Linked DNA regions of Mus musculus: regions 1, 2, 3, 5, 6 and 7 are each linked to region 4. The links are chromatin contacts, called in public Hi-C, HiChIP or PLAC-seq, Micro-C and promoter capture Hi-C maps. All regions are on one chromosome and are shown on one strand. Each heading gives the region's core, a stretch centred on a gene start, on an enhancer-like site or on the middle of the called end of the contact. The rest is flanking DNA. Distances are from core to core; before and after follow the strand shown. Region 1 has its middle 39 kb from the start of Tnfrsf8. Region 2 has its middle 35 kb from the start of Gm42346. Region 3 holds the start of Tnfrsf1b (tumor necrosis factor receptor superfamily, member 1b). Region 4 holds the start of Dhrs3 (dehydrogenase/reductase (SDR family) member 3). Region 5 holds the start of 1700012P22Rik (RIKEN cDNA 1700012P22 gene). Region 6 overlaps Tnfrsf1b (tumor necrosis factor receptor superfamily, member 1b). Region 7 holds the start of Tnfrsf8 (tumor necrosis factor receptor superfamily, member 8).

The links. Promoter capture Hi-C pulls out the DNA fragments that hold promoters and counts their contacts. A called contact is a pair of places that touch in the nucleus more often than the background predicts. HiChIP or PLAC-seq counts read pairs in DNA pulled down with a chosen protein or histone mark.
Region 1: a Hi-C map of regulatory T cells shows a contact between it and region 4, with 6 times the contacts expected there. The contact joins the enhancer-like site here to the promoter of Dhrs3 in region 4. A contact is called at or near these places in 6 of 39 promoter capture datasets (the 3T3-L1 cell line, the C10 cell line, cranial neural crest and 3 more), 1 of 484 Hi-C or Micro-C datasets (regulatory T cells), 4 of 115 datasets of contacts at active chromatin or transcription factors (Th17 cells, embryonic stem cells, large pre-B cells and 1 more) and 1 of 9 other capture datasets (embryonic stem cells).
Region 2: a promoter capture Hi-C map of embryonic stem cells shows a contact between it and region 4, with 2.8 times the contacts expected there. The contact joins the enhancer-like site here to the promoter of Dhrs3 in region 4. A contact is called at or near these places in 4 of 39 promoter capture datasets (the C10 cell line, embryonic stem cells, hippocampal neurons and 1 more) and 3 of 115 datasets of contacts at active chromatin or transcription factors (embryonic stem cells and large pre-B cells).
Region 3: a promoter capture Hi-C map of pre-B cells shows a contact between it and region 4. The contact joins the promoter of Tnfrsf1b here to the promoter of Dhrs3 in region 4. A contact is called at or near these places in 14 of 39 promoter capture datasets (the C10 cell line, the HPC-7 cell line, cranial neural crest and 8 more), 3 of 484 Hi-C or Micro-C datasets (bone marrow-derived macrophages, embryonic stem cells and natural killer cells), 16 of 115 datasets of contacts at active chromatin or transcription factors (the 230-238 cell line, the NIH/3T3 cell line, bone marrow-derived dendritic cells and 9 more) and 4 of 9 other capture datasets (adipose tissue, embryonic stem cells, liver and 1 more).
Region 5: a contact with region 4 is called in an H3K4me3 HiChIP or PLAC-seq map of stem cell-derived neural progenitor cells, with 4 times the contacts expected there. The contact joins the promoter of 1700012P22Rik here to the promoter of Dhrs3 in region 4. A contact is called at or near these places in 5 of 39 promoter capture datasets (cranial neural crest, embryonic stem cells, hematopoietic stem and progenitor cells and 1 more), 1 of 15 datasets of contacts at CTCF or cohesin (large pre-B cells), 2 of 484 Hi-C or Micro-C datasets (the AML12 cell line and embryonic stem cells), 3 of 115 datasets of contacts at active chromatin or transcription factors (embryonic stem cells and stem cell-derived neural progenitor cells) and 1 of 9 other capture datasets (embryonic stem cells).
Region 6: a contact with region 4 is called in a Micro-C map of embryonic stem cells, with 3 times the contacts expected there. The contact joins the enhancer-like site here to the promoter of Dhrs3 in region 4. A contact is called at or near these places in 19 of 39 promoter capture datasets (the C10 cell line, HPC-7-derived erythroid cells, cranial neural crest and 12 more), 3 of 15 datasets of contacts at CTCF or cohesin (the NIH/3T3 cell line, large pre-B cells and pro-B cells), 16 of 484 Hi-C or Micro-C datasets (B cells, the P5424 cell line, cortical neurons and 11 more), 33 of 115 datasets of contacts at active chromatin or transcription factors (DN3 thymocytes, the HPC-7 cell line, the NIH/3T3 cell line and 20 more) and 3 of 9 other capture datasets (adipose tissue, embryonic stem cells and macrophages).
Region 7: an H3K27ac HiChIP or PLAC-seq map of T-cell acute lymphoblastic leukemia shows a contact between it and region 4, with 4 times the contacts expected there. The contact joins the promoter of Tnfrsf8 here to the promoter of Dhrs3 in region 4. A contact is called at or near these places in 18 of 39 promoter capture datasets (the 3T3-L1 cell line, the C10 cell line, the HPC-7 cell line and 12 more), 11 of 484 Hi-C or Micro-C datasets (CD4 T cells, CD8 T cells, LSK cells and 3 more), 22 of 115 datasets of contacts at active chromatin or transcription factors (the 230-238 cell line, CD8 T cells, T-cell acute lymphoblastic leukemia and 10 more) and 3 of 9 other capture datasets (adipose tissue, liver and macrophages).

The regions. Positions count from the first base shown.
Region 1 is chr4:145,352,550-145,355,519 of GRCm38.p6, forward strand. No RefSeq gene overlaps it. Among named protein-coding and RNA genes, the nearest start is that of Tnfrsf8, 39 kb to the left of the region's middle. Within about 2 kb of position 1,527, at least 37 of the 459 cell types and tissues checked have an H3K27ac peak or open chromatin away from gene starts, as enhancers often do. A contact at or near this core is called in Th17 cells and regulatory T cells, where this site is marked.
Region 2 is chr4:145,376,110-145,379,003 of GRCm38.p6, forward strand. No RefSeq gene overlaps it. Among named protein-coding and RNA genes, the nearest start is that of Gm42346, 35 kb to the right of the region's middle. Within about 2 kb of position 1,517, at least 8 of the 459 cell types and tissues checked have an H3K27ac peak or open chromatin away from gene starts, as enhancers often do. A contact at or near this core is called in embryonic stem cells, where this site is marked.
Region 3 is chr4:145,245,032-145,248,248 of GRCm38.p6, forward strand. Tnfrsf1b (tumor necrosis factor receptor superfamily, member 1b) reads right to left here and starts at 1,839. Exons shown (of 10, transcript NM_011610.3): 1 at 1,693-1,839. The coding sequence starts at 1,770.
Region 4 is chr4:144,891,605-144,894,772 of GRCm38.p6, forward strand. It overlaps Dhrs3 (dehydrogenase/reductase (SDR family) member 3), which reads left to right and starts at 1,473. Exons shown (of 6, transcript NM_011303.7): 1 at 1,473-2,105. The coding sequence starts at 1,911. It also overlaps a transcript of Vps13d not described here.
Region 5 is chr4:144,437,380-144,440,432 of GRCm38.p6, forward strand. 1700012P22Rik (RIKEN cDNA 1700012P22 gene) reads right to left here and starts at 1,393. Exons shown (of 4, transcript NM_027056.1): 1 at 1,109-1,393. The coding sequence starts at 1,225.
Region 6 is chr4:145,213,283-145,216,313 of GRCm38.p6, forward strand. Tnfrsf1b (tumor necrosis factor receptor superfamily, member 1b) reads right to left here. Exons shown (of 10, transcript NM_011610.3): 10 at 1-2,818. The coding sequence ends at 2,505. Among named protein-coding and RNA genes, the nearest start is that of Vps13d, 20 kb to the left of the region's middle. Within about 2 kb of position 1,294, at least 70 of the 459 cell types and tissues checked have an H3K27ac peak or open chromatin away from gene starts, as enhancers often do. A contact at or near this core is called in T-cell acute lymphoblastic leukemia, adipose tissue, bone marrow-derived macrophages and 8 more, where this site is marked.
Region 7 is chr4:145,313,243-145,316,446 of GRCm38.p6, forward strand. Tnfrsf8 (tumor necrosis factor receptor superfamily, member 8) reads right to left here and starts at 1,922. Exons shown (of 13, transcript NM_009401.3): 1 at 1,780-1,922. The coding sequence starts at 1,842.

The sequences.
Region 1 (2,970 bases), core at 277-2,776, 460 kb after region 4:
TGAGCATGCCCAGGGACCTCAAGAGGATCCTGGAGAGATCAAGGGGAGAGCTCATTTTTCAATGAGTCCCTTGCCGAGACACCTATATGTGTGTTGACACAGGTACATACATGCCATGGCATACATATGAAGGTCAGAAGACCACATAGGATGTGGGTCCATTCTTCCATTTTGATGTAGGGGATTTCTTGTTCTTCCAAAGTGTATGCCAGGTTACCTTGCCCATCAGCCTTTGGGATTTCTCTATCTCCATCTCTCACCTTCCCCATAGGATTTTGAACACTTGCTCTGCACCTGGCTTTTACATGGGTCCTGGGGATTTGAACTCAGATCCTCAAACTTACATGGCTAGAATTCTTATCCATTGAGCCATCTCCCCAGGCCTGAGATACTTTAACATCTGACTTTGGTCTAGTCTGCTTTGGAGACCCAAACACCCATCTGTTTGGTGGATAGCCATCTATCTAGATCTGAGAGCTACAGATAAGGCTAGTATCCTGAGCAGGACATAGTGGCACATAGCCATATTCCATACTTAGGAGGTAGAGGCAGAAGGATCAGAAGTTCAAGGACAGCCTTGGCTACATTTTAAGTTCCAGAACAGCCTGGGCTTTGTGAGATCGTACGGTAGAGAATACACAAAAAATCCATACTCCCAGGGATGGGTGTGTACTGCCAGGTAGCCAGTGTCTTCCTTAGGCAAAGTGAGACCAAATGAGGTCAGGATACCTGGACATCAAGAGGACTATCAGAAAACAGAGGCTTACATGGAAACAGGAAGTGTAGGGCCCTGAGTTTTATTAGCACACTATTCAGAACACTCCTTCCCCTCTGCCCTGGAATTCCCACTTTAAAGACCTCAGGAGTCAGAGGGGCCAAATGAGGAGAGCCAGCTCAGCTAACTCCATCTTGTCCCCTTCCAGCTTTCAGGGGCTTCTCCTCAGAGGAGGCTGATGGCACTGGTAGTATACTGTCACCTTCTGGATAGTCAGTCCACAGGGCTTCCAGTGGGAGGGACAGAGCTGGGCCAGCTGAGGCTATGACCACATCAGTCCTGTGCGTGAAAAGCCTGGAAGGAGAATAGCGAGGTCTTGGGAGACTACGAGGAAACAGATAAATAGGAAAATATTACGGGGCCTTTGGTAATGGGACACAGTAACAGCTGCACCTTGGAGGGATGGCCTCCTTCCTGGCCAGACTGGAGCAAGTGTCAAGGAATGTCAAAGTTGCAGGGACACTTTGTCAGAGCCTGGGCTCCCCATCTTGATAGGATCTGTCACACCTAGACACTTCCCAACCCTAGGTTGGGATACACCCTGTACCCTACCAGGAGGGATGGGCTTGTGGCTGACAAGTGCTGTCACTGCTCCACAGGGCACAGAGGACCAGACGTTCAGCCTCTTGGGGACAGAGTTTTCCTCAGACTTTAAATGGAGGATGTTGTTGAGGACCAGCCCCCTGTATGGGCAGGGCTTGAAACAGGTGGATGCCAGAGTGCAAGGGAATAATCAGATGAGGGTTTCATGTTTCAGTTTCATTTCATGAGAGACAGGACCGAGAGGAAGTGCACTCAGCATGGCTTGATGTACTCTGGTAACCTGTGTCTCTCACAGATTTTATATATACAATTATTTCCTCAGAAGCTTTATTCATTGATTAAACAGCTTTCCAAAATACATTTACATCTAAAGTTTTTCTTGATTACATACGAATATTGAAAGAGGAATAAAGCAAGCAAACAGCAATTTTAGGAGAACTAAAAATTAACATTATGATAAAATCAAATTTCTTTTAACTTAGTATTTTCTTTCTTAAGATTGGTGTTCTAAGGCCTTTCAGTTTTTCTAAAGTCTAGGCAGGATTACTGATTTGAATTTTATTGTTTCAGTTTGGCATAGAATTAATGTAACAAAAGTTATTTCCTATTACCTGTTGTATCAAGCTTGGCTTTCTACAAAAGTTCAACCTCTCTGACCCTTGTTTAATCCTTCCTTTCCTTCCTCTATATTTCTTTTATAGTTGGCATAATACCACCATCCTTTTTTTAATTCTTAAAACACTTTGCAACCCCTTGCTTAAGGAAAGGCTGCCTGTTCTTTGTTTTTCTGTAATATCAGAAAAGTTCTGATCTGACAAGTCTACTCAGGAAGACCGGCAATTCACTAAGTCAAAATTTTCCTCTGTGTCTCTGTCATGAACCCTTGTTTCAATATGGTTCCTATCTTTATTACAGTTCTATAAAGAACAGAAGAACATCAGGATTCCTAAAACTGCTTGCTTTTGCCTCCAGGAAGGCATCAAGGCTTGTCATTAACTGTCTGATCACAATCTCTTTCTATTCATACTAGTTCCTTATTTCTGAAGCTAAACATAAGAACCTGGTGATTTAATTAGTTTTTCGGCTTCTAGAATTTCCCTGAGTTTTTTCTTCTGTAATAACTTTTCTCAAATCTTCTCTCTCATGCTTACTAATAACATCTATTAGTGATCTAAATCCATATCTAAGTAATAAATTCTAAGAAAGACTCAATTTTCTGCGTGTCTCCCCCCACCCTCACCCCCCACCCCGGGAAACTTTAATTTCATTCTTGTTTGCATCACCTTTTTGTCATCCCAGCTCTAGCTTTCAGAGATAAGCCTTTAACAGTGAGAAATACAACTATAAGCAAAAGATGGGTAGCAAATTCTCACCAAGGGCAGTGAAGGGTCAGTCTAGGTCATTCAAGTACTGGAACTTTATCAAACCGCATTTTCAGGACGTTGGCACCACCAGGATGTCCTAGCCCAGCAGACAGTGCCGTGGAGGGCAAAGGTAAAGGCATCTGTCTTACAGAATTATGGAATAGTCCCCCGAAAAGCCATGATCCCCCCTCCCTGGGGCAGCAACTAGGTCTTCCCACTGGTTTACCCTAGGTCACCACAAACTCAGTCCATGTTGACCTGGCTACTACAACCCTCCACAAGATGGAA
Region 2 (2,894 bases), core at 267-2,766, 480 kb after region 4:
TATCTATCTATCTATCTATCTATCTATCTATCCTTTATCATTCTGGTTGTATGGGTATATGGCATGAATTTGGAGGTCAGAGGGTAACTTGCAGGACTTGGCTCTCTCCTTCAATTAAGAGGTTCAAAGGGACCAAATTCAGACCACCAGTATTGTGCAGCAAGCACTTTTACCAGAAGAGCCACCTTATTGGAATGTGTTTTAGAACCTTTCCTCCACAGATGCATGTGTACAAAACACACAAGAATCATGTATTTGAATTTGTTCCTCAGCCAAGATGTCTCATCCTGAACATGAAAGTAGATCTATTCTCAAGCAGTTCACACCAGGGGCAGTGGGCCTGGAGTAGCTTCCATTGGTCTGCCTGGGCTATATGGCCCAACACTAGATACTGGCATGTTTACACAAGTAAAATCTAACTGCTCCAAGATTTGGAGGCTGAAGTCCAATGTCAGGTACTGGTGGTCTGGTTTCTGAAGGTCTCTCTCCTTCCAGATAGCCACCCTCTCACACATTCCCACATAATCTCCTGGTGCTTGTACATTGCCAAAGTTCCCTGTTTAAAAGATAGCAATGTTACTGGAATAGAGCCATCCCTTTATCTTCATACCATCCTAAACACTTGGCCTCCAGATACAGTCATGTGCTGTGAAGTTTAGACCTTGGACATACTTGTGGGGGTGTGGGGGTACAGTTCAAGCTGTGCTCATCACTCTTCTCTGGAGGGAGTAGTTCTGATGCTTTCTAAGGGAATGTGCTTGTGAACACAGAAGTTCCTGTTTCCCAATTGATTTTTGATCAATCAATAAGGATGCTAGCAACCAATGTCTGGGCAGAAAAGGTGGGACTTCTAGGTTCCCATAGGTAGGGTGAGAGATGCAGGAGGAGGAAAGAAGGTTCACCATGCTTCAGAAGGAGAGAGAGTCACCAGCCATGAGATGTCTGGGTCAAGGTTTCTCTGAAATCCTGATTGTCCTGGAATTTGCTCTGTAGATCAGGTTGGCCTCAAACTCAAGAGATCCTCCTATGTATGCTACACCATTTCTGGCTTCATTTCTCATTCTTGATGCTGGACAGAGACTCCAGCTCAGGACCTACCCAGGGGATCATGAGGACAAACACTTTAGACACTACAGGAGTAAAATCTGCAGAACTCTGGGTGGCTGTGGCCATAGAAAGGTGAAGTGAATTAGTGCTCAATAGCCAGTCGTGCGGTTGTAATTCTAAACAGAGACTGCAATGTCTCCTTTAACTTTCACTGTCATTGATGTAGATGATGAAAGGCAGCTCTGAATGTCACACAATATACTCAAGATCACAATATTGGGAGGAGCATTTCTGAAACCACTATGTGCTCTCCCTATTTAGGCTGAAATGCACAGAGCAAGACTGCTGCAGGCCCTCTGGGCCCCTTTGTCTGCGTGGAACGGGTCTCTCGTCGCGGGTGGGCTAAGCTTCGGATGAGTGACAAACAGACGCACACAGGAGAGTCTGTATTAGATCTGAATGTAATGTCAAATCGAGCATCAGACTTTTTATGCAGAAGATAATAAGGAAGTTGGGTGACACACCAGCAAGGTACAAAGAGGTTACTGGATTCTTACATAAAACAGGAATGCAAACACAGAAGGTCTAACAGGAACCACCTGGGATAGAATTCATTGTTAACAACTGGGATCAAAAAGGGCTCCTCCTAAGATTCGCTTAATCTTAGAAGCCAGGGTCAAGGGCTTCATGCCCTTGCCATAGTTCCTATTTTAGTCTATTGTATAGTCCACCTTCCCCTTAGGCCATTATAAAAACGTGCGTATGGGTGTAACTCAGCTATAGTCTTAGAAGCCAGGTGTGAGGTCTTTACTCTCTTAGGGCAAGGGCTTTCACACCCAAGTCATGGTTCTAACTAGGGAGTTCCGTTCTAGCTAACCATCTCATGAATAATGCAATACTCTAAAACCACAGCCCGATCTACTTCCTAAACCATTGTAAATTCCTGTATATGGGAGTGACTTGGCTTTTATTGATAGTGTAATACCAGAGGCTATTCTGAATGTCACTGTCTAGCTCAAGGACGTTCTAAGACTGTTGGAACACTGGCAGAAGGCTTTAGCTATGTCAGAATTTAATCTTAAAAGGCACTTATAATAAAGAGAGCACGTGGATCCATCCACTAGACTAACTCGGGAATGGAAAATTTAGAGAGCACGCCAGACTCCAGGAGCGAGTTTCCGTGAAACTCTTTTGCCTCGAGAGTAGCTTTCAAGCCTCTCGGCTTGTCAAGCTGACTCAACCAGAGCACGTGGCACAAGACAAATGTCAGGCAGAGGAGAACCTTAGGTTAAACCAAAATGTGAATTCTTAAAACATCACAGAATACTTGTTTTAGAATAAATAATGTTGCAATGCATGTTTCATAAAGAACTCATAAGAGACAGGAAAACAAACACACACACACACACACTACAAGTAATCTAGTACAGTGGCATATACCCAAACCTGTAATCCCAGCAATGGAGAGAGTGAGGCAGGAGGATCAGGATGTCAAGTTCAACACTGGCTTCTACAAAAGAAAAGAATAGGAAATAAAATAAATGCTGTTTAAACAAAATATGGACTAATCTGTCCTACAATGATATATATATATATCATATATATATGATATATATATGATATATATATATTTGAAGTCCATCAAGGCTACCTGGGAACAGCTCCGTGCATAATTATTATTTTCTTTAATTTTTTATTAGATATTTTCTTCATTTACATTTCAAATGTTATCCCCTTTCCTAGTTTCCTCTCCGAAAGTCCCCTATACCCTCCCCCCCCCCCCCCCCCGCCCTGCTCCCCAACCCACCCACTCCTGCTTCCTGGCCCTGGCATTCCGCTGTACTGGG
Region 3 (3,217 bases), core at 589-3,088, 350 kb after region 4:
AGTTCTGTGTTAAGGGTCCCTTCTACCCTTGAGGGACAGAGAATAAAAAGTAGCATGGAATCTGTGCTCTATAGAGCAGGTCATGTCTAGGTGGGGGGATGTGTACAGGCCTTTCTGGTGACCTGGCATTTACAAAAGACTCAGAAGTGTTGAGAGATCTGTAATATGGACAATGTGTGTGCAGGGGTCATACACGCACAGTGGTAGACACCTAGTCATCAGCTTCACAGAGCATAGGTTCATGTGAGCAGGCAACACAGATATGTCCATCTGGCCTGGAATACCTTGAAGGTAAGGAAGGGTTCTGCCTCCACCACTAGGAGCTACAAAGGCTTCCCAGATAGAGGTGTCTGGGCTTGAGCAAGGTCTCTCTGTCAAAGGAGGATTTGTGGGAGTTAGAACACAGGCAGACTAGCTAAGAGTCCACGCAACAGTAGTAGAAGGTCTAAGCTGACCTGGGACTGGTCAGGTATGGAAGGAAGTCTGAGGGAAACACCTTCAGCCAAACCACTGTGGATCCCACAAAGCCTTGCGTGTCCCATCCGGTACAGAAGCTCCTGTGCTCTGTCTGTCCCCAGGGACAGACCCCAGCTCAGTGCCCAAAGACCTATCCTTCCTTGGAGCTCAGAGCACAATCCCCACTCAGGCTCCTGACCACAACCATGCACATTCACACTCCGCCCTCAGAACTGGGACTGTCCTGACCCAGAGTCCATCCTTGACACCTCCCTGAGGACCTACACCCACCAAGGATGAGTCCATTCCTTTGCATCCCAGGACCATTGAATATCACCTCCGGACGCAACAGAAGCCACCTTCCACTCTACTCCCCTGCAGTCAGGTAAGCACACCCTGTCCATCAAGGTGGGCTCAGGAGGCAGAGAGCATACATGGAACCAAGCAAAGGCATGTCAGTGCAGCAAGCTCCCTTTAAATCCTTCAAAAAAGGTAATTTCTCTGAGCCTCCTCATTTTTCCGTACCTGTAATCTGCCTTTTTTTACCCTGTCTTCGATCAATGGAGGCAGGAAGGGGGGGGGAGGGGGGCAATGTGAATACCGGATACTGGGATCTTTAATCGGTCCATTTTCCCGAGGTTCCTTGGGGTAGCTGCCCTCTCTGCCACTACACTGAGAACATTCTGAAACGTCCCCTGAACACAGCAAGGCGGATCCATGGAAGCAATCTAGTGACAGAGAAGTGACTCACTCCCCATCGGTCTCTTATACTAGGCGCTTACTTAGACTCCTGGCCCCGCCAACATCTAGTAATCCCAGGGTTTCTAAGAAAGAGACAGACCATGGCGCAGAGAAGGAAGTCTTCAGACGACACAACCCGCTCAAGCAATGGGGCAGTGGCCCTGGTCCTTCCCGCCTCGAGACCGCGGGACAGAAGGGATTTCGCAAGGATGAACAGTGTTCCTGAGCCCTGCTGGGTGTTATTCGAGCCCTGATCAAGCTCGCGGAGAAAGCCACTGGGTATTTCTGGAACATAAGGCTGTCGGGAACCGAGTACCACCCCAGGATCCCAACGGGCCAGACCTCGGGTCCCCAGTGGGTCCCCAGAGGCGCGTGGCGCGTGTCTGCTGGGGACGTGATGGCCTCTCATGCTGTCCCGGAATTGTGCAGTAGCAGTAGCTGGAATGGGCACTTTGTGATGCGCAGCTGTCCCCCGTGACCCCAAGAGTCACCCACCTGGGCGGGCACTGTGTGCCCGGTGGCCCACAGCTGCAGTTCGAAGACCAGCGCGACCCAGAGGGCGGCGGGCGCCATAGGGGCAGCGGTGGCTCCCGCCCTTGTGCCTGGAGCTCTAGTGCCTCAGCTGCGCTCTAGCTGGTGACTGAAAGCGAAACCCTCAGGCCAGGAGCTAGGGCAGACCAGGGGGTGGGGGGAGGGCGGGAATGGGCGGGGCCGCGCCCTGAGGACACGCCTCTTTACACAGAGTCCTCGCCCCTCGCAGGACACCTCCACCTGTGATTCCCTGGCATCTCTGGGCCTCTTTCTCCAGCATCTCTTCCGGGAATGAATGCGCTTCTATCACTCCTTCCTCTTCGAGACACCCTTCCAGTGGTGGGGAAGAGACTGGCGCAGGTGTCCACTATATTCGTGACTGGGTGCCCTGATTGGGCCTCCCCCAGCTAATTTGTCACCATCAGCCCGTCCCAGATCTCATGGACTTCCTACTCTTCGTGGTAGGACATGGGGGGAAAGCAGTCCCAAAGTTGGCACCGCTCAGGAGAACCAAAGCCTTCTAGATAATTCACTCATTTAGACTCTAGAGCCAGGCTAACTCCACATGAATGTTTGCATCTTCTCATGGAGCTTATTAATATGAGCTATATAATATGGCTCCTATAATGTGCAGCATATGTCTGCTTACTCGGAGTGTACAGGCATAGTATAAGCAGCATTGCATAGGTATAGCTCTTTTTAATATGTTTCATTTTTTCCTTAAACATACTTGGAACCCTAAGTAAGAGCAGTCCTCTTTTTCTGAGTTCTCTTGGCTGATAGGTAAACAGAAATCGAGGAAGAAAACCATCCAGAAAGTCTTGCTTCCTAGAACTGACCTCATCAGCAAGCTCCCAAGGACAGTGCATATCCCTACAGCCCTGAATATGGAGTATTTGGAGAGGTAGGGTGGGTAGGGAGGCAGGCAACTATTCTGTCCCTCCTCATGGACACATACACTCTTACTGTAGGCTGATTGAGATACTGAGAGACCCGCAGCCACTGGCCCTTGTGAGGGCCACCTCAAGGACGGTACTTTTAGGTGCTGGGGGAGAAACTGGGAAGTGACCCTTGGGAGGATGGAAAATCCCACCTGCTGGTCAGGAGCCTGGGAAATCACCTGGTTCTCACATGTTTCTGAGACATAGGTCTCAGCTCAAAACCTCAACCCTGAAGAGGGGTAGCCACTGAGCAGGCAGGGAGGGTTCTGGTCTTTAAGCCTCCTGTGGAAGACATGTGGAGGAGGTGCTCTGGTCTATCTGAGAAAGCTGAAAGCCAGTGTCACCTGTCAGAAGCAAGATTCAGTGGTCTGCCCTGGATTCTGCCCAGTGGGTCCAATTTACTCATTCTCTCCAGGCAGGTAACAATGCCACCAAGAATCACATGTGGGAGACCATAGGCTGGTTCCTAACTTAGTCTGTATTCTGCGGTTCAGCATCACACATGTCATACACTTTGAAGAGAACGGGGTGACTTCGTTTCATGGTTC
Region 4 (3,168 bases), core at 223-2,722:
TGCTTCTCATGACTCACCTCCTAGACTTCCCGCAACAGGCAAGTCTAAATAGCTGGGTCCCGCCCTCCCAACAGGGAGACGTTCTTACAAGGGGTGGGCAAGAGGTTACAAGGTGGGTGCCCAAAAGGTCAGCGGGGTAAGGGCACCCAGAGAGGGGACACTGGATGAACTGAACAGTGGCATAGCTTTGAAGACGTGTTGTTTACAGGCTTCTGTTATTAAGGAAATTGCTGTCAGTCAAGGTAATTCTAGCCCAGATAAGCAATAAATAAGCTCCCAGCTAATCTTATGGGGATTTTATTGGCACCTGGGGTTAGAGGTCCTTTGCCCTGCTCCCCTTTCTCCCAAAGCAAAATCCTGCCTCCCAAGGGGTCCCTCTACCTCAACGTGAGAGACTTCACGTTAATACAACTTCGGATGTACACTCTTTGAAGGAAAATGGGAATCAGGCAATGATGAAACATAACCTCCTGGTCCTACCTGGAGGCAGAAGAATGACCAAGTGACCTGAAATGAACCCTTGGCGACCCAATAGCATCAAGGCATGCGCGAGTTTCCCCTCGGTTTGCCCGGCCGCTCAGGGGTGGTCACCTGGCCCAGGCTGGGAGCCAGGTCTGATACAGCAAGCTGGCTTGCCAGAGTTGGTTGCAGCGTGTTCGAGTTCCGGCTGCGAGCCCTCGGGGACTAGGGCAGCAAGTTCCAGCTTGCAGAAATGAGAAGCGAGTCCCAGGGGAGTGCGAGACGCAGCGAGACCGGGTGCGCGCCTAGGCGCGTGCCCCGCCACGGCGCAGGGGGAGGGGAAGTCGCCGCAGCCACTCAGAGGCACGATAGTGAAGCCTCCCAACAACTTTAACTGTCAATCAGACTTAATGGGGTATTAAAAAAAAAAAAAAAAAAAAAAAGGAGGGGGCGCCCTTTCGGTCCACGCCGCAGCTGCCCCGCGGACGAAGTAATAGGGCGGTGCAGACTAGGGCGTCCTATCCACGAGTGCTCCACAGTACGGGCCCGACCAAGTTGGAAAGAACAAAAAAGAAGGCAATAAATACTAAAGGGGAGGGGGGAAGAGAGGGAGCCACACCGAGCGGCAACTCCCAGCCCGGGCTGCAAGAGAGGGAGGAGGGAACCGGAGAGAGCGGGCGCGCGCGAGGGCGAGCTGTGCACGAGAAGAAACTGACACCCGGACCCCCCACTTCTCCTGCACGGTGCTGGCAATCAGATCGCGTTTAAGCAATTTCCTGAGCCCAAGAATAGCAATGAGTCGGGAGACTTTCGCGGACTGAAATTGGGAGCTGCAATCACTCCCCAGGTTTTGTGTGTGGTGTTTTTGTGTGTGGTTTTTTCCCCCCTTTCTTTTTCTGGAGAAAGTTGGAGGGGGGCGCTACAATTGGGAAACAGCTTTTTTGTTTGTTTGTTTTGTTAATCTTGCACTTTGAAACCGCGGACTGTAGCTGTGTGCGCGCTGTGGTTGGTGCTTTTTTTTTTTTTTTTTTTCGTCCCTGGCCTTGCCTAAACTCTTCTGTCGGTCTGTAAACATTACCTGTGAATTTCCCAGCCGAAACGGCTGTTGGGGCAAGAAACTTCTTGTTAAAACTTCCCACCCCTTGGACTCTCCACAGCCCCTCTCACCGTCCCAATCTTCTGAGACGCTTTTTACCTCTCCGCCAGAGCAGAGTTTATCTTTTTTTTCTTTTTCTTTTTTTTTTCTTTTTCCTCCCATTTTTCCTCGCCCTGTCCTTTACATCTGAAAGGAGATCAGTTCAAGAGTGACCAGGTGGGACGCCTCCTTTTCCTTATTTAGTTTATTATTGTTTGGGGGAGTTTTCTTTCTATCTTTTTTTAATTCCTGTCCGGGGAGTTTTGTCCACCGCCTCCTACCACCTCCCCCTGTACCCCGCTCCTCCGCGCGGAGGATGGTGTGGAAATGGCTGGGCGCGCTGGTAGTGTTCCCTCTGCAAATGATCTATTTGGTAACCAAAGCAGCCGTGGGAATGGTGTTGCCCCCCAAGCTTCGGGACTTGTCGCGGGAGTCAGTCCTCATCACCGGCGGTGGGAGAGGCATCGGACGCCACCTCGCTCGGGAGTTCGCAGAGCGTGGCGCCAGAAAGGTACACGGCGTGGGGGCGGGGTGGCACTGCGACACCTGGAGTGGGCGCTGAGGGTAAAGGGACTCTGGCACGCAGGGAGGGGGAGGCAGTCGTGGGGGGTGTTCCCACCTGCTGCGGGTGCGGAAACCAGCGCCAACGATCTGAAAGTCTCAAGCCACCCACTCCTTGCATCACCTGGGACTGCGAAGCAAGTCGGTTTCATCCTTCATAGATTTCCCGGGCACCGGACTGTGTTTTGGCAGGCCCTGAGTTGCTTGGCTCCCCTGGGATTGGTATCTCGCTGGCTATTTACCCCTACCAACTACCATACCTAGAATACCCACCCATTTTGCCGCATGACTCTTTCTCTAAGGTGTAGTGCCCTCTCTCTCTCTTTGCCCGCACCCTGCCAAGCGCAGGGTGTGCGCGCGCCCCTAGGTAGAGCTGGAAGCCAAACCCCCTGCTAGCTTGCGCTTGGTATTTTGCTTGGCAACTCGCTGCCTAGTCCCAAACAAGCTGAGAGGTTGCAGCTAGGCAGGGACGTGAGATAGGGTGCTCGGTTCAGATTTGTAAAGGAGAGAGTTGACGTGGATGGTCTAGTCCGGCTGAAAGACTGGGAGGCCCAGGTGTTTAAAATTCTGAAAGAGGGGTGAGGGGGTAGCCAGCCGCTGATAAAGAGAGCCCTTGTCCTCACCTTCAACCTTGATTCCCACCCCCGCCCTCTTCATCGGAGGGGATCCTTCTCAGCTGGATTGGAAGGTGGCACTGTGCCCCTCTGACCACTGCCTCTTATTATGTGGGTGACACCAGCTCCCCATGCTCCAGGTTTTGGAGACGTGGTGTTGCAGAGTACTGGAGGGAGAGCCAGCTGTCACCCAACTTGCAACTGCAGACCCGGCTGACTCACTCAGTGGCAAGAGCAATGGAGAGGGATTTGAGGCCGGCAGGCCGGTCTGTCTCCAGCCGGCCCGCGAAGACGAAGAACAAACTAGGGAATTAGTTTGAAATTTAAACTGTTGCTAAGGAGGGGGGGTGGGAGGACCAGGCTAGCCAGCTGATCTGACATGGAGCCGCATACCTTGGG
Region 5 (3,053 bases), core at 143-2,642, 450 kb before region 4:
TTTTTGCTGGCCAAAATGGTAAACGTTCAGTTTCAAGCATCCCATGCAGTGGAAGCCAACACCAAGAGCCTGTCCTGTTTTGCGAGTTAACAGTGAACATGGGCAGGAGGGCTTGTGGAATTAGTGCAGTGAGCAGCAACATAGCCAATTAACCTCACTGCAGGGAGTGCTATCTATGCCTCCTTCAGTAGGTGCTATGAACAGAGAAGGGCCAGGCTGCAAAGTGTAGAAATTCTTCAAATAGAAGTGCAAATAATGACCCAGGGTTAAAAGTGCTTACTGCTCTTGCAGAGGACAAACTTTGGTTTCCATCACCCACAGTGGACTGTTCATAACTGTCTGTAGCTCCAGTTCCAATGGACAGGATTCCCTCTTATGGCTTCTGCAGGCATCTGCATGCAAGTGCACACATGCATGTGATCACAGACTATATATATATATATATATATATATATATATATATAATTTGTACATGTAAATAAGTGTACCATGATAATACAACATGAGGAAGCCAGAAGAAGACATTGGATCCCCTGGAGTTGTGTGTGAGCTGCTGTGGGGACTGGAAACCAAGCTTTAAACCGTCCCCTGCCACAGCAGTAAGTGCTCTTACCCACTAAGCCTTGTGTCCAGCCAGGTTTAAAAAAGAACTTTAAAGAACTATAAAGCTGGTGGCACATGCCTTTAAGAACTCAGGAGGCAGAGACAGGAACTCTGTGAGTTCAAGATCAGCCTAGTCTACATAGTGAGTTCAAAGACAGTGAGGGTATACGTAGAGACAATTTTAGAAAACGAAATAAACAAATAAATAAACAATAATAAAATTTTAAAGTACAAAGGAATTGGGGATCTCTTGGTACTTTGAAATTCCCCAGTGACAACTGTTAGAGTTCCAACTGTATTACTACATCTGCTATGGTGTCTTTCGGGCATAAAGAGGGACCTTAATTATTGCTTGAATGCGTCTTTCCTATGTAGAGGACGAAGGCCCTACCTTACACCAGAGTCTTAAGCTGAACCACGCACTACCTCACACCAAACATACCTCACATTTCAGAATAGCAATGGCTTTCTCTGAGCTGTTTTCCCACTGGCTCTTCCTCCTTACCTTTCCTCTTTCTTCTACCCAGTTTCCAAGGAGCACTTTCGTTGAATACTTCTTTTCAATCTGCCAGCCTGGAGTAGAAAATGCCTCAGGAACCACTGAGGTTGAAAGCATGGCCATGATCTGTCCTGCGTCCCTCTGCCTTAGCAGATTCAGGGGTGAGAGAGATGTTAGGAGGTTGTTAGATTATTCATCTCCTCATCTACCCCTCATGAATAGGTAGGTGACACTGTCAAACTTAGGAAATTCAAAACAAAGCCAGAGAGCTCACATTCCTCTGGGGAGAGTGATGTGATCTTGGATTCTCTTCTGTTGACTGTCTCCATGGTGACAGACTCTGGGCAGAAGCAGTTGGTTCTGGGGGAGCAAAGCTGGCCCCACAAGCACAGTCCAAAATGAAAAGCCACCATGATGAAAACAGTAGTGAAAGTTCAGGTCTCTGTTGTTATGCCAAGAGGGCCACCACTCTTGCTGAAATCTTATTTTTTATTATTTATTTACATTCTAGATGTTGCTCTCCTCCCTGGCTTCCCCTCCCTGCATCTACTCTCCCATTTTCCCTCTACTTTGCTTCTGAGAGGGTGCTCTCCCAACCAGCCACCCACCCCCCACCTCACCCGCACTAGCATTCCCCTTCTCTAGGGCATCAAATTTTTTACAGAATTAAGCTATTCTCTCCCACTGAGGCTAGACAAGGCAGTCCTCTGCTACATATGTGGCAGGGGCCACAGACTAGCCCATGCATGCTCTTTGGTTGGTGACTTATTCTCTGGAAGCTCTGAGAGGTCTGGGTTAGTTGATACTATTGTTCTTCCTGTGAGTTTGCAATGCCCTTCAGCTCCTTCAGTCCTTCCCCTAACTGGAGGTGGTCTCTTCAGGTTCCATCTCGCCACTGTTGGCCATTTTGGCTAAGGTCATTCCAACTGGGTCCTGGGAGCCTCTCACATCCCAGGTCTATGGGACGTTGTAGAGCTTCCTCCCTGCCCCCACCTTATACTGCTGTATATTTCCATTTATTCTCCTGGCCCCCTGGGCTTCTCTGCTATCTCTCTCCATACTTGCTCCTGCTCCTCCCCTCCCCTCTCCCACCCATGTTCCTCTCTCCCTCTGCCTGCCATGATTATTTTGTTGCCTCTGCTAAGAGGGATTGAAGCATCTACACTTGGGTGTTCCTCCTTGTTAAGCTTTATATGGTCTGTGAGTTGTATCATGAATATTCTGAACTTTTTGGCTGATATCCACTTTTCAGTGACTATATACCATGCATGTCCTTTTGGGTCTAGAATACCTCACTCAGGATGATATTTTCTAGTTATACCTATTGGCCTGCAAAATTTATAATGTCCTCATTTTTAATATCTGAATAGTAATTCATTGTGTAAATGAACCACATTTTCTGTAGCCATTCTTTAGCTGAGGGTTATCTGGGTTATTTCCAGCTTCTGCATATTACAAATAAGGCTACTATGAACATAGTAGAGCATGTGCCCTTGTTATTTGGTGGAGCATCTTTTGGGTATATGCCCAGGAGTGGTACAGCAGCATTTTCAGGTGGAAGTATTTCCAATTTTCTGAGGAATTACAAGATTGATTTCCAGAGTAGTTGTACCAGTTTGCAACCCCACCAGCAATGAAGGAGTGTTCCTCATTCTCTACAACTGGAGTGAGTTGGACACTTTCTTGAAGGTGAGTTAAAAGGCAATACTACTTGGTGTTGATATGTGAACCTATGCTAACATACTAACAGGCATTCACTCATAGCATCCTTTGAAGGCTGATAATGTAATGGTATCTGCTTTGTAGTTGAGAACACTGAAGAACACAGAGAAGTTCAGCTACCTAAAATCACAGGGTTACCTGGTGGGACACCTGAGAATTTCATTTATTCCAACTCGAGCTTAAATCATTGACTTCCATCATTGCCTTCCCGTAATCTATTTAAGAGGTT
Region 6 (3,031 bases), core at 44-2,543, 320 kb after region 4:
GGAAAAATAAGATTCGAAAACATAATGTAACGCCAAGGGTCCTGACACGGTTGCACATGCCTATAACTCAGCACTCTCGAAACTGAGGCAGGAGAATATCCAAGTTCAAGGTGCCTGGAGGATGCAGCCAGACTGGGTATACAGCAAAACTCCATGTATGAACAAACAGATAAGCAAAAATAATGATTAAAAGATAAAATCAATTTATTTAAAAAAATTTATTACATTTATGGTATGTGAGTGTGTGTGCAAGAATGTGATGTGTGCACATATGCAGAAGCATGTATGGGGTGGTGGTCAGAGGACAACTTGCAGGAATCAGGTCTCTTCTACCTTATGGTCAGGGATCCAACTCAGGTCATCAGGTTTGTCCGCAAACTGCCTTACCCACTGAGCCATCTTGCCAGTTCAAAACTAACTTATTAAATAGGAAGGGGGAGCCCTTGGAGAGATGTCTTAGTGGATAAAATGCAGGTATACAAGTGTGAGGACCAGAATTCAGATCTCTAGTATTCATGTAAATGTCGGGCAGGTATGGCAGCCTGCCTGTAACCTGAGCACTCCATAGGCAGACAGAGATCCCTGAAGCAAGTTAGACTAGAAAATGTGCAAGCTCTGGGTACAGATGAGAGCCCTGCCTCAGTAACTGAGAGTGATCAAACACACCCAAAGCCAACCTCTGGCCTCCACACACTGGCACACACATACATGCAAACATGGACACACACACACACACACACACACACACACACACACACACACTGAAGGAGGGAGATTCTGGACTGCCCATCCTTTAGGAATGTGTTATAGGTCAGCACTCAAATTGTTCCCTGCTCCCCCTCCTCTGATTGCAGAGCCCTAAGCTGGTCTAAGCTAGTACAGCCATTGTTCACATCCACGGTGTGGGCTTCCGAGATGACAGAACCCGTCTCCTTCCCACAACACAATGAGGAGGCCAGACTCAGAGCAGGAGATAGGGGCAAGCCTGGAGTCTACTTGGCTGGGTGTTTCCTCAGCATCCACAGGCTACAAGTGGGAGACAGCCAGGTTCTCTGCAAGAGTGGCTGTAAAGGTGGGATGGGAGGTGGGGTGGGGTGGCTCAGCCAGGGCTCAGTGTACAAAACAACAACAAAAAGCATTTATAAGCAGGAATTCTGTCCAGCACACAGTGCAATTGCTCCTTAGCACACCCTTTAGGGATCCACACAAGCACAGGAGCTGAGGCCACACCCAGGAACAGTCCTTTCCAATTCATTCTTTTGTTGCCTAGGAGGCCCGAGGTCATCCCAGGACGGGCCACCAGGGGGCAGACGTGTTCCTTCCCCTCTACAGTCTGATGCTGCAGAGCCTTAACAAGTCGGCCCCAAGTGTCCAGTATCTTGATTCCAGAGTGCTGAGCTCTTTAAGTCTCCATGGCAACAACTAGGCTCCTCTGCCAAGTTCATATCCAGTGGAATCGGTGAGCATGGCATCCAAGCACCTGAGACTGAACTTGCTTCTTGAGGAGTCTCCTGAACCCTTTCCTTCCAGGCATGCTAGGGGAGCAGGTTGATTAGAAAACCGGCATGAATCCTTTGGCAAAAGAGCTGGCTTCAGCTGTTTCCGGGTGGGCCTTTCAACCGATGTCATCAGCTGTTCCAACTCACAGTGCCTAACCCGGACATGCACTTGGGGTCACAGCAAGTACAGTACCAAGCCGTTGGGGAGTTAGAGGGAGTGCTCCAGGCTGAGGTAGGAAGAGACAGGTGGCTGCAGGGGCCTGGGAACTCTACAGTCCCTGAGATTCCCTGAAGGAAGGCGTGGCCTTGGAAGGGCTCATTAGAAGGTCAGGAGGAGGAGCTCCAGCCCTCTGTGTGCCCACCAGAGTAAAAGTCAAAGGCAGAGGCTGCAAACCACACAGGGGGCTGGCTGTGCTGTCTGCTGTCTGCTGTCTACTTACGTTTTGCATGTGTTGCTGAGGATCAAACCCAGGGCATGCTAAAAGCACACTGGACCACTGAGTTACAGCCCTACCATCCTATAACAGAGCAACTCTGCCTGATGGGGCCTCTGATTCTTGCATCAAAAGAATTTCGGTGGGCTTGGAGAGGGTACTTCCTAAGAGTTTAGCACTAACCTGAAGGGCCTCTGTGCCCTACCAGGCCACCACTTGCTCCTACTTGCTGGAACCGCCCTGCAGTGTCAGCATTCAGGCTGAAGAGCTGTGCTATTCATGGAAGAGGATGTTAGCTCCTTAGAAGGAAAAAATACTGGGGCCTCTCAGAAGCAAGAATCAGGCAAGAGCCCAGGAGATCCAGAGGGGTCATGGAAGAGCAACAACTTCCTGGGACTGCCCCCATAAAACACCATGGCAGTTTTTGACCACTCTAGCTGTCTCAGCCCTCACTTGACCTGCAACTGGGGCTCTGGAAGCCACTAAGGGAAATGGATCCAGCAAAAGTCATGAAGTTCCATGGGTTCAGGGTCTCGGGGGTCCCTTTGCAGGGTGTTACCCCTGTCAGGGGTCAGGCCACTTTGACTGCAATCTGATCAAACCAGCCAGCTTGGCTGGGCTTCATGCCCATATCCGGCACACCAAGGGGCAAGGGCTTCTCATGGCTCTGCAGTGTCTCTGTAGTCTCACACGGGGACTGAGACGGACACTCCTCCTGAGAGAAGGGGACCTGCTCATCCTTTGGGGACGCTGAGGGCTTGGCATCTGGGTCTCCCACTGTGGCGCTGGCTTGGGAAGAGCACTGAGAACTGTGGTCAGAGCTGCTACAGACGTTCACGATGCAGGTGACGTTGACGTGGGTCCCGTGGCTTCCGTGGGAAGAATCTGTGAAGCACAGGATGGGAGGGTGAGTCTGGGGATCTTGGAGACAGGGTGTCTTTGCAGTTTGCCTCTTGTCCCAGGGGCAGGTTAGAGCAATAGGCCAAGGGCCAAGAGGCTAAAGACCCTAGCTCACCTCTACTACGATGGCAGATGCATCACCCTTACATGCCTGTGTGCTCACTTCCCAGCTGCCCAGCCCAACGCTCCCTGCTGTTG
Region 7 (3,204 bases), core at 672-3,171, 420 kb after region 4:
GCTTGCCTAGCACACCCAAAGCCCCAAGCTCAATCTCATACACTGCATACATGGCATATGGTAGTGCATACCTGCAACCTAAGCAATCAGGAAGTGGAAGGAGAAGGACCAGTTCAAGGCCATCCTTGGCTACATAGCAAACTGGGGGCCAACCTGAGCTACATGAGACCTTGTCCAAAAAAAAAAAAAAAAAAAAAAAAAAGCAGTTGGTAGTACATGCCTTTAATCTCAGCACTCAGGAGACAGAAGCAGGCTGACCTCTGTGATTTCAAGGCCATCCTGCTCTACCGAGTGAATCTCAGGACAACCAGGGCTACGCAGAGAAATCCTGTCTCGAAAAATAATTAATTAATTGAAATAAATAAATAAAAAGAGAAACCCCTATATATTTCTATAAAAGTGATCCAAATACAGATATGCTTTTATAGATGCTGTAAATAGCAGTAAAACAAGAACATGCTTACAGCTTAGAAGATATTGGTATAAAACAATTAGCTCTATCATAGCATTTATACTTTTTTGTTTGGGGGCATTTTCACACATTCCAGGTAGTAGTAAGTACACGGCTTTAATTGTAAAACATGTTTTCACAGGCCTGTGAGATGGTTCTGTGGGTAAAGGCACTAGCTGCCAAACCTGATGACCTGAGTTCTATTCCTGGAACCCACAGGGTCAAAGGAGAGAACCAACTCCCAGAGTTGTCCTTAAACCTACATACTCATGTAAGAATGTGCCATGCCCTGATCAAAAAATGTTTCGACTTAGTAGGAGAAAAGAAACCAAACCTCCCCACTTTCACATCCTACTTTTTCCTTCATCTTCCAGGGTCCTTGTTGCTCCAAACTCTTACCTTCCCCGAATGAGGGCTTCGGGCATGGGGGTGAGGTAGGGTAGGACGGCTCCTCTGCTCACTTCTGCCCTCTGCAGGGCAGGTGTCACACTGCCCACTGGAGATGAAAGGGACACCTTCCTACCATCTCTCTCCTGCCCTCTCTCCTCCCTTGTCTTCACACCTCTCTAGCAGAGACACCTCATGTCCAGCAAGCCTGCTGCTGTCCCTTGTCTCCCTCCCCCAGCTACCATTCAGCCATGCACTTTTTTCTTCCATGTAGACCTTAGGTTCCGTAAAGAAGATTATCTGAGTGGCTCTTCAAAGTCCTGTCTCCTTCCCACACACTAATGCCTAGTGTGGCATTGGCCCCTAGGAATTGTTCAGTTTTCCTAACTCATTGACCAGACTTATTTCTGGGGCTTTCAACTATAGAACCAGAGACAGCACTGACTTGCTCCTGGGACAAATATCCACCATGTGCTTGCTCCAGGGCACCCAGCCCACATCACCAGCTGGCCAGACCCCCACCTTTGCTCTCATTCACCCCCTCCTCTCTTTCCTCAGCCCTTCCAGCCTACGGATGCACAAACAACCCGTTATCATCCTCTGGCAAAACAAGGGCATACTCAAGTTTCTCTATCCAGGACCCCCTCTGGGGCAGCAGTAACAGAACAGGAAAGGAACAGCTTTCTCTTGCTCCGGGTTCAACTCACGGATAATGAAGGAGCAAACTGCTCCCAACTATCGACTACCTGCGTTTGTGACGAGAGAAGCTCTAACTTTACTCTTCAGTTATCCACCCACCTGTGGATGCTTGCATATTTTAGTTGCCTCCTGTGCCCCCTCACTCTAGTTTGAGTTGGGGAATAAGGTGAGAGGTTGCCTTGTCCTCCTTTACTCTAGCCACTGCTCTCGCACAGTGTCCGGGGCTACTGTCATTCCCTTACCGTTGGGAAGGCTTGAAGCATCCCCAGGAACAGCAACCCCGCTGCGGTGAGTAGGGCGCTCATCTTGGCTTCCCGAGTCTCCAGCGCCTGGCCACCTGCCGGCACCCTGACTCTCCCGCGGTGAAATCACTTCTAATGTGACTGCGCCTTCCTAACCCTTCTTCGGGTTCAGCCCTAATCCTTCCCTCCCCCACCCTCTTACCACCTGTGATGCAGCGATCTGCCTGCCTGTGAAGCCTAAGAGAGAAGGGGCCACCACGTGCAGAGATGACTCAGGGCTAGCCACAGCGCACGCACGCAGGGGGCTCCCCTGCGTTTTGAATGATCCGCCCCGGATTTGAAGAGGAACCGGGAAGCCGGCTCAGCTCTAAAGGTACAGGACTCAGGAGTCTGAGAGGTACAGAATCCTGAGGCCTCTAGCCCCATTCCCCACCCCCAGGAAGGGTGAGATTCTAAGCCCACATCATCAGGATTCTTTGGAAGGGACAGAGTGAGGAGAGTTTCGAGAAAAATGAGCACTTCTTCATTGTAACATTTGCTGTAAAGTAAAGCCAGCCCTGCACGGGGAATGAATGGGCGAATAGAGAACAAATGGATGGAAGTGTGGGTGGGAGGATGAGGGAATGGATGGATGGGTAGATGGGTGAGGAAGATGAGAACAAATGCATAAATGGATGAGGGGATGGATGAATTGATGGATGAGTGGAAAGAGAACACGTGGATTGGAATATGGATGGATGGATGGATGGATGGATGGATGGATGGAAGCAAGGAAGGATGGATGGGCAGATGGGGTAGGTGAATAGAGAACAAATGAGTGATGAAGTGGACGGATGGTAAATGGATGAGAGGGTCACAGAATGAAGGGATGGGTGGATGGATGAAAAGATATCTGTGAATGGTTAAGTGAGTGGGAGGGTTGGGGAATGAATGAAGAGATTAGGTAATGGATATATGGATGGATGGGTAGATGGATGAGTAGGTAGATGATGGGAGGACTGATGAGATGAGGGAATGAATGGATATGGGGTAAAGGGGAAATGGATGCATAAAGCAATAGATGGATTAGTGGATGCCTGCATGGAGCATGGGTAGGCAGGTGGGTGGACTGACCAGTGAACGAACTATGTGAAGACTAGGGCATATGTTAATCAATCCACAGGTATCCCTGCCCTTTTTTGCCTGGTGGATATAGCTGGCACCCTGGAGCCTCACCTGAAGTCTGCCTTATTCTATTCCCCAAGCTGCTGTTCGAATGTGGGGCTCCTCGGACTCCAGGCTCTCCTGATTGCTTCTGTGAGTACTGGCAGCACATGGTCACTGCTGAGCACTGACTAGCAGGTGCTCACTGCTTTTGTCTGGTATTGCTTTGTTTTCAAACATAGAAACCAACACCGAGAAAACAGGCATGCTACCTATGTGCTC